2 separate regions of the Sus scrofa genome follow, and region 2 is linked to region 1. A link is a contact called in public promoter capture Hi-C data. All regions are on one chromosome and are shown on one strand. Each heading gives the region's core, a stretch centred on a gene start, on an enhancer-like site or on the middle of the called end of the contact. The rest is flanking DNA. Distances are from core to core; before and after follow the strand shown.

Evidence for each region. Promoter capture Hi-C pulls out the DNA fragments that hold promoters and counts their contacts.
Region 2: a promoter capture Hi-C map of fetal liver shows a contact between it and region 1, with 2.3 times the contacts expected there. The contact joins the promoter of SEMA3F here to the promoter of RBM6 in region 1. A contact is called at or near these places in 1 of 5 promoter capture datasets (fetal liver) and 2 of 47 Hi-C or Micro-C datasets (embryonic fibroblasts and skeletal muscle).

The regions. Positions count from the first base shown.
Region 1 is chr13:32,439,261-32,446,248 of Sscrofa11.1, forward strand. RBM6 (RNA-binding protein 6) reads left to right here and starts at 5,684. Exons shown (of 22, transcript XM_005669583.3): 1 at 5,684-5,881.
Region 2 is chr13:32,638,752-32,645,550 of Sscrofa11.1, forward strand. SEMA3F (semaphorin-3F) reads left to right here and starts at 2,625. Exons shown (of 19, transcript XM_013981731.2): 1 at 2,625-3,120.

The DNA.
Region 1 (6,988 bases), core at 4,434-6,933:
CGAACCCAAGTTTTCATGAATACTAGTCAGGTTCATTAACTGCTGAGCCACAATGGGAACTCCCATTTATATAGCTTTTGCTCTCATGAATCCTGCCATATTATAAGAGTTTAAGCCAAGAAGATCTCCTATGTTCTTGTTGGTACAGAAATATCTTTTAAAAAAAATCCTGGCTATGCTCCAAAATCAGAATCTGTACCCCATGGAAATGATCCCCATAGAAGACAAATTTAAAGTTTTCTAACATACCTGATCAGTCTTGACAGTCTCCATGTGACCTCAGGGCTTCTTTGAGTCTCACTCTTGCTTTCAAGCACATCAGCTCTACCAGATAGCACCACTGTCATGTGAAAGAATTGCATCTCCTTAGCCAAGCAAGTAGCCCTATACCCCATATACTTCTGGCTAACACTTGATCCTAGGACACTCTCAGAGCAAACTGTTGTGGCTACTTGTAACAGTGTCATAAGGTTGTTATTTAAAACTCTGTTTAAGAGTTCCTGCTGTGATGCAGTGGGTTAAGGATCCAGCATTGCCACAGCTGTGGTGTAGGTTACAGCTGTGGCTTGAATTTGATCCCTGGCCCAGGAACTTCCATATGTCGTGTATGTGGCCAAAAAATAAAGCAAAAACAAAAATCCCTCTGTTTCAATCCACCTATTGACTGTCAAAAAACTTTCTAAAAGTCACTTTTTGTTGACAGAATTTCCAAGGAGGAGTTCCCGTCGTGGCGCAGTGGTTAACGAATCCGACTAGGAACCATGAGGTTGCGGGTTCGGTCCCTGCCCTTGCTCAGTGGGTTAACGATCCGGCGTTGCCGTGAGCTGTGGTGTAGGTTGCAGACGCGGCTCGGATCCCGCGTTGCTGTGGCTCTGGCGTAGGCCGGTGGCTACAGCTCCGATTCAACCCCTAGCCTGGGAACCTCCATATGCCGCGGAAGCGGCCCAAGAAATAGCAACAACAACAACAACAACAAGACAAAAAGACAAAAAGACAAAAAAAAAAAAAAAAAAGAATTTCCAAGGAATAAATCTTGGTCTTTTGGAAATAGTAATACATGTCAATTCCATGATGGCTGCTGCTCTATATGATCCTGCTTCATGCCTTGGGCTTTGCCACAAACAGCAAGCTACCCAGAACCTCCAGGTCAGGAGCTTCTCAAAACTTCAGCTTTCTGTTTTGTCTAGGCTATGATTTTCATAGACCCCGCATGTCATCTCCACCACAACAGTAGTGAGGACTAGCTGGGACTGGACCAAAAGTAACAAGACCTCCGTCCTGGGGGCAGACCAACTCTCTCATCCTGCCTGCTGTTTCCCTTAGCAGTGTATTCAATAAATCTCTTTTACTCCACCAAAAAAAGAAAAGAAAAAGACTTCTGTCCTTCCCCAGATCTTTTTTCTTTCATAGTTTGAGGGGACATTTTAGAACCTAAGGTGGTGGAGTTCCTGTTGTGGCTTGGTGGTTAACAAACCTGATTAGTATCCATGAAGATTCGAGTTTGATCCCTGGCCTGTTTCAGTGGGTTAAGGATCTGGTGTTACCATGAGCTGTGATGTAGGTCACAGACGCAGCTTGGATCCAGCATTGCTGAGGCTGTGGCTGTGGCTGGCAGCTACAACTCAGATTCAGCCCCTAGCCTGGGAACTTCCATATGCTACACATGCAGCCCTAAGGAAAAGAAAAAGAAAAAGAGGAGTTCCTGTCATGGCTCAGTGGTTAACGAATCCAACTAGGAACCATGAGGACACAGATTTGATCTCTGGCCTTGCTCAGTGGATTAAGGATCCAGTGTTGCTGTGAGCTGTGGTGTAGGTCACAGACGTGGCTTGGATCCTGAGTTGCTGTAGGCGGGTGGCTACAGCTCTGATTAGACGCCTAGCCTAGGAACCTCCACATGCCATGGGTGCAGCCCTGGATAAAAAGGCAAAAAAGAGAAAAAAAAAAAAGAAAAGAAAAGAAAAAGAAAAAACAGAACCTGAGGTCCTGTGAAGAGGTTGTACCTAAAGCAAAATATCCTGATTATGTCCTGAGACTGGGATCTGTTCCCAGCCCCATTGCTATCTTGCTTGTGTGACTCAGGGCAAATCCTTTAATGACTCTTTCAGTATCTTCAGCAGTTACCCCTCATACAAATAGAAGGTTATATAATATGAAGTAGTCTGATCTAATAATAAGAATATTCAGGAGTTCCCGTTGTGGCGCAGTGGTTAACGAATCTGACTAGGAACCATGAGGTTGTGGGTTCGGTCCCTGCCCTTGCTCAGTGGGTTAATGATCCAGCGTTGCCGTGAGCTGTGGTGTTGGTTGCAGATGAGGCTCGGATCCCACATTGCTGTGGCTCTGGCGTAGGCCGGTGGCTACAGCTCCGATTCAACCCCTAGCCTGGGAACCTCCATATGCCGCGGGAGCGGCCCAAGAAATAGCAAAAAGCCAAAAAAAAAAAAAAAAAAAAAAAAGAATATTCAGTCCTTCCCTGGAAATTTTGAAGAGGACTTCCTTCCTGCCTTCATTACTTTACAGCTCTGGGTAAGGCAGCTGTTTTCCTGCTCTGCTGGAAAATTTCATCTGTGGCCTTTGAATCATCTGCATCTCTCCTGGTTTTTTTTACTTTGCTTTGTTTTGTCTTTTTAGGGCCATACCTGTGGCATATGGAAGTTCCCAGGCTAGGGGTTGAATCAGAGCTGCAGCTGCAGGCCTATACCACAGCCACTGCAATGCAGGATCTGAGCCGAGTTTGAGACCTACACCTCAGCTCATGGCAACGCCAGATCCTTAACCCACTGAGCCAGGCCAGGGATTGAACCTGCATCCTCTTGGATACTAGTCGGGTTTGTTTGTTACCACTGAGCACAATGGGAACCCTTTCTCCTGGTTTTTGTCTCTCATTTTGTCCCTACTTGCGATGCTCAAGAGCTGTGGCCCCAAATGAGACCAAGGCAATAATGAACCACAGGCAGCACAATGTTTGCCTCTTTGCTGAGTAAGGATTTAGGGGCTAAAAAGTGAGCTAATCCACCTGTGCAGCTGGACATTGTACTTCCCATTCCAGGTGAGCGTGCTGTTCTGTGTCAACTATTCTAAATAGCTCATATTTCCTGGTCTTAGGCAATATAAACAAACTTACACATACTATGGGCACAAGTTAAAAAAAAAATCCAGATGCTTCTTCCGAAAACCCTTAATAATCACCCTAAGGAAAAGGAAAAGGGGAAAGTAGTCAAGAGCATGAACCTTGGAGTAGGACTGACCTGGGTTGGAAGCCCCCACAACCTCTACTTTCCAGCTGTGGCAAGTTAATCTTTCTGGGCTTTGGTTTCCTTAACTATAAAAGGGACTATCGCATGGTTATAGTGAAGATTAAATGAGACAATGAAGTGTTAGTGCAATACCAGGCACAGAGTTGTGATAAAGGGTAGCAATTATTATTTCCCAAGGAGTTGGGCATAAGGCAAAAATAATGTTTCTTTTTTTAAATGTGAGTTGAAATTTTTTGTCTTTTCATTTATTTTATTTTATTTTATTGTCTTTTTGCTTTTTCTAGGGCCGCTCCCGTGGCATATGGAGGTTCCCAGGCTAGGGGTTGAATTGGAGCTGTAGCCGCCGGCCTATGCCAGAACCACAGCAATGCAGGATCCGAGCTGCATCTGTGACCTACACCACAGCTCATGGCCAACGTCGGATCCGTAACCCACTGAGCAAGGCCAGGGATTGAACCCACGACCTCATGGTTCCTAGTTGGATTTGTTTCCACTGTACCACAACGGGAACTCCAAAAATAATAAGTTTCTTAACTTTACTTACCTCTTTAGAGGATAAAGTACTATCTGATAAATGAGAAATCCACCAATAATGACCCAGTTTGGGAAGCAAAGTCAAAGTGCCAAAGTTCTGTGTAGATGCTCCTCCTCTTCTGTGAAATCTCAAAGATGGTGTGTCCCAGGGCTCAGGGCTGGAACTCTGCTCTTCTGTCCATGCTCACTCCTTCATACCCTAGGTCATCTCATCCAGGCCTTTGGCTTTTTAAATTTTTTTATTTATTGGTCACACCTGTGGCATGTAGAAGTTCCAGGATCGAACCTGAGCCACAGCTGTAACCAGAGCTATAGCAGTGACAAGGCTGGACCCTTAACCTGCTGAGCCACGTGGGAACTCCAGGCCTATGGTTCTAAATACCAGCACCAGTGATATGTTGATGCCTCCCAGAATTGCATCTCTAACCCTGACCTTTACTTGAACTCTAACGTAACCAACTGCCAACTCCACATCTCATCTCATAGGCATCAGAAATAACCTACGCAAAACTGAGCTCCTGCTGCTTCTAACAAAATTGCTTGTCCCATATTCTTCCCTCTTTCCCCTCATCCCAGTCCATGTCTCCTGTTGCCACTGTGACCACAAGGGTAAAAGTCCTTCTGTGCTTGTATTACTGCAGCAGTCTCCTAACCAGCTACCCTGCTTTTTCCTTGTCCACCTTCAGCCAATTCTCCACAAAGCAGCAAGAGTGATCCTGTTTACAGGGAAGCTGTGATATTATTCTGTTCAGAGCCCTTCAAACAGCTTTCCATCTCCCTCCTTACAGAAACAACTCATTTTAGCAGAGACTGCTTATTTCATTTGTTTGGCTTTAGTAACTGCTCCCACTCCCATCTCCACTACAGCAGCAGAGTTTATCAGCTTTGTTCAAGTTCCTATATCTCCAGCACCTGATACAGTGCCTGGCACACAACAGATGCTTCGTACAGTTCTTGACTGAAAGAATGACTTCCAAACAAGATGCCTGAAAAAATGAAAAGGTAACTTAATCCAACAATCTCTTTTCTCTACAGTTAAGTCTTTATTTTAGAATGATTTACAGCTTTTCTTGCGGCAGACTTATTTGACCCTATGATGTTGAATTTAGGCTGAGGGTCCAGTAACAGAGATACCAGGTGGCTGGAACCAGCAAGCATTTTCAACAAAGTAGACAATCCACCTAGAAGCATGGAGCAGCTGGCCATTTGAAAAACATTAGCTGTGAGCTGCAAGATACCTTCTAGTTCCTCTGTGATTTTGCACAAGTCACCACTGGCCATACTGCCCAAGAGCTATCCAGGCCCTGTGGAAACTGAGTGGATTTTCCTTCATAGATACAGCTACTGAAACTTTAACATGGATGATACCCACCTGGTATTCTTGAGCTGGGGATGCCTAACTTGGAAACCCATCAGAAGAAGGGGACGAGCCTCCCTGACTACTGCTTTTCTATCCTATCACTCGCACCTATGCTTGGATCTTGGGCAATAGGACTACACTCCAGGATTAAGAGGATGAGGAGCAAGGCTCCTGTGTGGGCCAAAAGCCCCCGCCCCGGAAGGCTTAGGATGGAGTAGGCTCCCTTCCGTTTCCTTAATACTAACGGAAAATAAGGCGTTTTCAAGGTTGGCAGACCAGGGCCGTATCCGCGTTCTGGCGGGGAGCAAAGCTGGACAAGGCCAACCCACCACAAAATACGCGTGCTGCTCAACTCCAGAGAGCGTAAGGAGACAGCCCGCCGCGGGCTACACTACAAACCATAACCCCCAGCAGCCCCAGTGGACTGGAGGCAGGAAAGCGCGACCTCCCATTGGACACCGGCAAGAGCGTGCCCTTACGCCCCACCCCGCGCAGGCAAGGACACCTCCCCTGCCCCGCCCCCTGCCCCCCGCGCGGGGCACGGCGGGAGTGGAGTCGGCGCGACCAGCAGCTGTACTCCATCTCCCGGCGGGCAGAGCGCTGAAGGCGGCGGCGCCTTTGTGGAGGCAGCGGCCCGGCTCCGAGGAAGTTCCAGTCTCCGCGACGCTGGGTCGGTGGCGGCGGCTGAGGATTAGGAGGAGCGGGCCGCGGAGGCCGCGCTGCCTCGGTAAGGGCTTGGGGCAGTAGAGAGGGCGTGCCAGAGCCTACGGGGAGGGAGCCGGCCTGCCAGGCCGCTCTGGACGTCGCGGGCCCGCGCGGCCTGGAAGCTGCGGCTTCGGTGTCGCGGGGCGGCCGCGGCCTCGCCAGGAAGAAGAGAGCCAAGTGGCGGTGTGGTGAGGGAGGCGCCGCCCACGGGAGGAACGCCCCGGAACGGTCGCGGGCCCGGGGCGGAGCGGCGCGTCGGTAGAATTACCGGTCCTGTCTCGGGGCGGCCAGCTGCGGGGTCTGGGGCAGGCGCGTGGGTCCCGTTCGGTGCTCTCAGTCTGTGGAGCTGCAGGCGGCCCTATCTTTCTCTTTTTCCCTGCTTTTGGAGGAATCCGATCCAGTTTTGAGGCATCGCTCGAGAAGGAGCCTTTCTTGCCCCTAGCACGTAACCTTAACCCTACCTGGATAGACACGAATGGGTTCAGCTAGGCCACAGAGCGCGAGAGTTCGCTGCCCAGCGCGCGGGGCTGTAGAACCTGGAGGCTGGGGAGTGGTCTGGTGGGTCCTGTGCCCGTTGGTCGAATGTGGGAGGAGAGGGGTGTTTTCTCGTATTTACTCTTTAAATTGCTTTTGGCATTGTAAATCCGTTTTTCTGTAAACTTTAGAATTGACGTTGTGCTACTGAGCTCAACTCTGGGTGTGCATTTTTTAGAAAAGGCCTCGTTTTGTAGGGTACATAAACTGTAAGGGTAATTGTGTTTTTGCATATTCCAGGTTTGCATGTGAAGGTCAGAGTTTCGGGATCTAGGTGGAGTTCTGTAGACTGATGCACCTGGTCACCTGATTTATTTTCTGAACTCTGGATTGTGCCCTAGGTTTGTTAGTTTTCAGTTTCCTGTTGAGTAGTGCCACCAGTGTGAATGGTTTAATAATGTAAACATTAGCAAGCTTGTGAGGACTATAGGGAGCAGTATCAAGAACTGATAAGGGTGGGACTGGCAATGTCTAAAGTTAACTAATGATGTGTTACGGTTTTGGTGAAACACAAAAATTGGATCTGAACATTGCCTGACTAACTAGCATCTAACTAGGCACCTAACTTATAGGATAGGTACTAGGTCTCTGTTTC
Region 2 (6,799 bases), core at 1,375-3,874, 200 kb after region 1:
CTGCTCCAGGACAGGGACCCCAGGGGTCAGTGGGGGAACCAGTCCTGGCTTAACTATCTCTGAGCTCCACCAACTTGCGTGTCCAGATTGGTACCAGGTTGGGCCATAGGGGAGCTGGAAAAGAAGCAAGCCTGGGATCTGAGGGTCCACAGGAGAGGGAGGGAGGGAGACCTGGCAGGTAGGAAGTCAGCCCGGCCTGGCTGTCTCCCTTCAGATGACCACACAGGGCATCCAGGGTGGCTCTCAGGTGGAACTAGCACAGCTGAGTGGCGTTTGGAGGGAAAGAGAGAAGGACTGGGTGACAGGGAGAGTGTCCGCTGGGGGCAGCCGGTCCAGGATGGCAAGGAGTTGGCTCCTGGCCTCTAGGCTCTTGGCTCGTGTTCCCTCTTGGACCTGGTGCTGCAGGGATTTGCCCTCTTATTCATTCAATAAAGATTTATTGAGCGCCTTAAGTGCCACATGGAGCTCCAGCACTCGTTGTCAGCCCCCAGCACTGGGCCTGGTTTGCAGACCCTTGGCTCCATGTGGACCCTGTGGCCTGGCCCTTCCCTCCTGGAGCCTTCCCATAGCTCTTGAAAATGGCATCTTTCCCATCCCACAGCATGGTGGTTACAGGCCTCACCCCACTTTTCGCAGTCTCCTCTTCCTTATCTGTACAATGAGGAGAGCAGGGCTTGCTTCTCAGTTGCGAAGTGCCGGGCAGGGGAGTAAATGACCATAAACTCTGTTGGCGTGCAGGGCCCTCCAACATGGCCTTGGGGGCTGGTTTCATGGGCTATTTGGACCCCTGAAATTGAAGGCAAAATCACTGGAGGCTCTACAATATTGCTCCCGATAATACATATTATATATAAAATAACATTTATAATGATGCAACGCTCAGCCCAGCATCACACAGGGCAAGGGTACAGGGTAGATTTGCTGCCTCAATAATAATTGTTTTTATTCTTATTGATTACTCAGCCTTCTCACATTGATTATGCATCATTCCACTGTGTGTAGCCCTGCTCAGCTTTAGCTCTCTTCCCTCTCTCTATCCCCTCCTCCTACCCTCCCACCCGCGGCACCAAAGGCCTCTGTGTGCTGGCGCTCTTCTGAGTGTCTGAGAGGAGCTCCAGGTACTAATCAACTAAGTCTCTCTCCTTTCCAACCCAGCACCCTGGAGTTGTCTTTGGCAAATCCTAACAGTTCTACTTTAGTGACTGTGATGGTGATCATGCCAGGGGTGGTGACAGAGGAGGCCAGGCTATGAGGAGAATATGGAGGCTGGGGATTGGCAGTGGTGGAAGTGATAGTTTTGGAAACCACAGTGATGGTGGCAAAGGCTGTGCTGGTAATGGTGGTGCAGTGGTGGTAACTCAAGAGTGATCTGGTGCAGAGGAGTGAGGTTGAGGAGGAGTGATTTTCACAGTGTTTTCAAATAAGGCATGGAGACAGGGACAAGGAGGAGATGCACAGGTGCTGTCACTGCAGCTAACGTAACAGCAGGCTGATGTTTCCTCACATCAAGTGGCCAGCCTTGGCTTGGGCCAGCACTCCAGGTCCAGGTCAGGAGACCCTCATCAGGATCCCTAACATCTCACCCCAACCTGCATTTACAGTCAACCAGTCAATGGGTCAGAGGGAGAGATGTTTCCACCGGTCTCGCTAGCCAGGAAGAGAAGGGGAAGGAGGAAGAGGAGAGGAGGAGGAAGGAGAGGAGAGAGAAGAGACAGAAAAATAGGGGGAGAGGAAGGAGGGGGAAGAGGAGGGAAGGGCAGAGGAGAGAGGAAAGAATAGGGAGGAGAGAGGGGACAAAGAGGGTCCTGCCCATTGGAACCTCAGCAAAGTGCAGGGGGCTGGTGAGGCCTTGGCCTTGGGGATTGGGTTGGGGTTGGGTGGAGGTCACAATGGGCAATGGGCGCATGGCTCAGTCGCAGGGCCCTCAGGTCCTCAGGAGGCCATTTGAAAAGCAAATGTCCCTTTTACAAGAGGAGGCCCAGCTTATCGGGCTTCTCTGGGGTGTGGAACTCAGAGGGATGGGTCTGGGGGGCTACAGGCTTGAAATAGGGCTGGCTGCTGGAGGGATGGCTGGGAGCCCTGGAGCTGCTGAACTGAGCTGTAAGGCTGACCTGGCCTGGGCCGGAGGCGGGAGGCATGTCCAGCGGTACCAGCAGTCCCAGGGGCTGTACCGCCACCTGCTGAGCGGCCGGGTGCAGTCCTGTGTCCTGGCTCACGCGGGGCCAGGCGCGGCGGGCAGCGGGTGGTAAGGAGGGACACCGCAGGGGGTGCGCAGGTGAGCGCAGGCTCGCTGCTCCCCGGCGCGCCTGCTCTTCCCGCCAGGGAGTTGAGGGCCCGGGTAAACACCAGGCGCGATGTGCGCGGTGTATCCACGGAGAAAGACAAAGCCAGGGCGGGGCGGGGGCGCCGCCCGCGAAGCCGGGGCGGGGGCGCGGAGGGCAGATTAGCCTCCCCGGGCGCGGGCTGCCCCACCGACGGGGAGCCCTGAGCCCAGTCCTCGGACAGGTGGAGCGGGGGCGGGACAGCGGCCAAGCGGGTCCCGCCCCGGGGGTGGGGCCGGGCGGGGCGGGCGGGGCGGGGCCGCGCTATGCAAATGTCGCCCACGGGCGGCCAATTGCTGGCGCTCCCCGCGCGGCTCCGAGCGTCCCGTCCCGCCGGCGGCCGCGAGACCAGAGCGAGCGAGCGAGCGAACCGCGGCGGTCCGGCAATCCCAGAGCGCAGCCCAGCGCGGCCGCCCGGCCCCAGTCCAGAGACCAGGCGAGCACAGCGCCCCGAAGCCAAGCGCGCGCCGTTGCCCGCGCCCCGCGCCGGGGAATGCGCCCTCGGCGCGCCGGCCAGGGGGCGCCCGCAGCCCACCCGGGGGGAGGCGGCCCCTAGCGCCCCTGAGCCTTCCCATGGCCCGGGATGGGGCCCGGGGCCTCGGCTGCTGACGCGCCCGAAGCCCGCAGAACCCGTTAAGCCGGGGCCGCTGCGGCGACCCCGGCCCAGGCACAGCGGCAAGAGGGCGCGGGCAGGGCCATGGCCCCGGGGGGCCGCTAGCGCGGACCGGCCCAACCGGGAGCCTCTCTGCTGCCGCCGCCGCCGCCGCTCAGGAGCCCAGGCCCCGCCGCTGTGGAAGAGGTGAGTGCGGCGGGAACCGGGAGGGAGCGGGCAGGCGGCCCGGCCATCCCGCGATCCCTCTGGACCCGCGGCACTGCAACTCTGCGGAAGTGTCTAGGTCGTGGGGCTCAGAGGGAGAGCCTGGGAGCTTCCCGCGGACGCAGGGTGACAAAACTGGAGTGGGCGCTGTCCGGGCTGCCGGGACCCTCCGCGTCGAGGCGACATGGGGATGTGTGATGGCCTTCGGGGTCGCCAGTGTGCAAAGCAACAACTTTCCCCCCCCCCAACGAAAGGTTCTGGGTGGATGGGTGCTTCCACACACCTCCACCCCCTTGTTCCGGGAGTGGGAGGCCTGATGCCCCTTCTGGCTGAGCTGTCCCAGAAACGCCTCAAGGCAGTGCTCTTACAGTAGGTACTCCTGCCCTGCCTCAATGTCCCGATCTGGGGATCCTCTGCTGGAAGCAAAGCGCTATTCTGGCAGCCTCCACGTGGAGGGTCTCCAAGATCAGCAGGGCAGGAGGACAGCCAGCCCTAAGGCTTTTCTCTCAGCTCTGTGACCAGTCCCCTGATCTCCCACTGCCAGTTTGGGTTTGCTCTTCTAGCAGGAAGTCTTGCTTGGATTAGGGGCCCTGCTCTATGTGGGGAGAAAGTGAGTTGGGAGAGCCTGCAGTCAAGCTCCCATCTGGACAGGTTGGGGCCCGTCGGAAAAGTGGGTAGGGGACACTAGGAGCTTGGTGGGCTTCCCTAGAGCAGGTGCGACCAGAGAATGTCAAGGTGGCCCAGGAATGAGGCAGGGCTCACAGAAAGGGTCAGCTGGAGCTAGGACTGGAGGCTTGGCTGGATAAATAACTTCCAATTCCTGAGATAACTGTATTGTGAACACCAGCCCATGATTATTTGAGGGAAGGGGATGAGCTGAAGGTACCGATATGTCCCCTCTGGTGGTTGAGGGTTCCTGTCCTCCTGAATCCATCCAGATTGTCTCCCGAAGCCCCTGTCTTAGAGATAGGGAGACTGCACCCAGAGGTTGGGAGGCTCATCCCAACCCAGGGGGGTGGATGAAGCTGGACACTTTTCTCAGGCTGCACAGAGAGTGTGCCTAGACCCTTCGGGTAAGGTGTCCTGGAAGGTGAGGGCACCAGGCATGCCTCCCCTTGCTGTTGCCCCTGCTGCTGCTCCTCAGTTCTGAAGGAGTCAGACCCAGAAGTGCAGGGGTTGGGGAGAGAAGGCGAGGAGCCCAACCTCAGCCCCCTGCTGCTCTGGGCATGCCTTGAGGGGGAAGATGGAGCCAAGCCCAGGTGACCTTGACTGGGAAAGCCTGACCACTAAAGGAGGGGGGCGTTTCAATTCCGTCTATGCTGGGGTGTTTCTGCTTCTTGGTCCATGGGGGGACTGGGGGAGGGGAAAGCCAAGAAGTCAGGAAGGAGCTCTGGCCTGCTGTGGGAAGTATCAGAGGTGCTAGGAGGGGGTTAGGGTACTGTTAGTTTCTTCACCACATTCCCCCAAAGCCCCTGCTGCTGCATCTCTTCCATCCAGGCAGTTCTTAGCTCGGAGGAGCCAACCTTCCTTCCCTGAGGCAGGCTGTCCACCCCCCCTCACCCCCCAAGCCTGGAAAGTCTGGATCTGGCTGGACTATTCAACCTCCTAGCCCCCTGCCCCGCCCCCAGGTGCCTCCAGACCCCCTCGTCTGGCCGCCCCTTCCCTGCACCCCTTGCCAGCCCCAGCCCCTCGGTTCTTTGTTCGAACGTCTCTCCTCCGTCCCTCCCTCTCTCCTCCCTCTCTCCTCCTCCCTCCCGCCTGCCTGCCTCCCTCTCTTGCTCCCTCCCGCCAGCCTTCTTTCCTTCCTTCTCTGCTCTCCTCCTGGTGGGCTCCCAGGTGGCGGTGGCTGTTCCTTCTCTGTCCACCCACCTGGACTTGGCCAGACGGGGTTTCTCTGGGGCTGGGGCTGAGTGGAATGTATCTAGGGGCTGGCAGAGGGGAAACGACTGTGGAAATGCCTTCCCCTTCCCTCTCTCTGCCCTTCTCTTCCTCTTCTTCCTTCCTTTTCCTTCTCTCCTCTATCCCCCAGAAGTCAAAGAGGGGACTTGGACTTGGGCCTAAGGCCCCAACAGATTTGAACATCCCCTCATTCACCCCTTTAAAGGGCCAAAGCATCGTGGGAGGTCCCTGTAGGGGCCCAGTGGAGCAAGGCCCTTTCCACCTTCCTGGACACCTTGGGGGCCTCCAAAACCATCCTTGGTTACCATGACCTCGTCACCGTGAAAATGGATGTAGGAGAAATGAGGTCACAAGGACGAGGGGAGGTGAGTCACTCAGAGCCCCCTGATAAGGAGGATCAAAGCTCTCCAAGGGACACAGCCTACATCTTGTCCTCCCCAAGTCAGGACAGTGTCTCCCAGCTTCCTTGAGCCCCACCCCACTAGCAGGTCAAGTTCTTGAGCAAACACATGCTTGTAAGGATGAGTGCTGACTTGTAAGTGTGGATGTGTTTATATCCACAGCTGTTCGCGGGGGGCTTCCCAGGTGTACCCCGAAGGTGCTGGTAGCTGCACTACTCTTTCTCCCACCTGCCTGCCTCGTCAGGGCCTGCCATTCAGTCAGCACCAGCTTTGTGCCTCAGCAGACTGGGGGAGGGGCTAGTTCTGATTCTCCCCTCCCTCAGCCATCCTCTGCAATGGGGGATCTTGAAGGAATATGAGAGATGTGTCAGGAGCTCAGGAGAGGGTGTTCCCACAGAGGGCACCGCAAGGGGAATGGGTCAGGCAGCCTGAAGGTGCACTTCCTGCATGAGGAACCACCAGTGGTTTGCTTGACGGGAGAGGCCAAGCTCAGGGGAGGTGACTAGGGACAGCATCAGGGTCTGTGTGGAGCCTGGGCCTTGCCTCAGGATGTGTTAGTGCCAGGGATTAACAGGCCACAGTACCTCTTACCCCCAACCCCAAGGTCCTAGAAATAGGCCTGGGGTCCTGCCTCCCATGGGAGAAGGAAATAGACTGGGCAGATCTGGGAGAATGGGGCTCATATTGTCATTCTTAGTGCCCCCACCCCTACTGCCTCTGAGTTGGCGGGGAGGGGGGGGAGTTTGGAAGTTGGCACTGGTTTTTGCCGGGAGGGAGCAATATGTTCTGACAACTGGTGCTGGGCGGCATTTACCCAACAACCAGCCTGCCTGGGGAGACAATATTTGAAAAACATTGAATGGAAACTTGGGCCTGCTGGGGGTGTGGGAGTTTTGCAGGGGACACTGAGTCTGGCTTAGATCTACCCCAGGTCTGCTGGCCTTCTGAGCTCCCTTTCTTTGCTCTTTGTAGGTAGAGCTGAAATTTTTCCAGGCAGGAAGTCCTTCTGTATGTCTAACCTGTATCCCTCCTGCTGTGATTTCAGTAAAAGTAGACCTTGCTGTTCCTTGCCTCTCCTTTTCTGGCTGCTGTCTCTCTCTCACTCTAGGTCATCCTTGTGTGACTTCCTCATCCTCTACTCTCTCTCTCACGCCCCCAACCCCAGTGATCAGGTTCAGATTTCCCTGTGCTGGGAGGAGAGGTTTGGCTGGAACCGGCAGGACTGGACCCATCTCTTCTCCATTCCTTCAAGCGAGAGAAGGAAGGAACAGCCCATTTACTTGCGGGGTGGATGCAAGGGAGAGAGCCTGCTGGAAACTGGAGAGGGCTGGAAGATCGCCTGCTTGAGCTGAGCCCTGTGA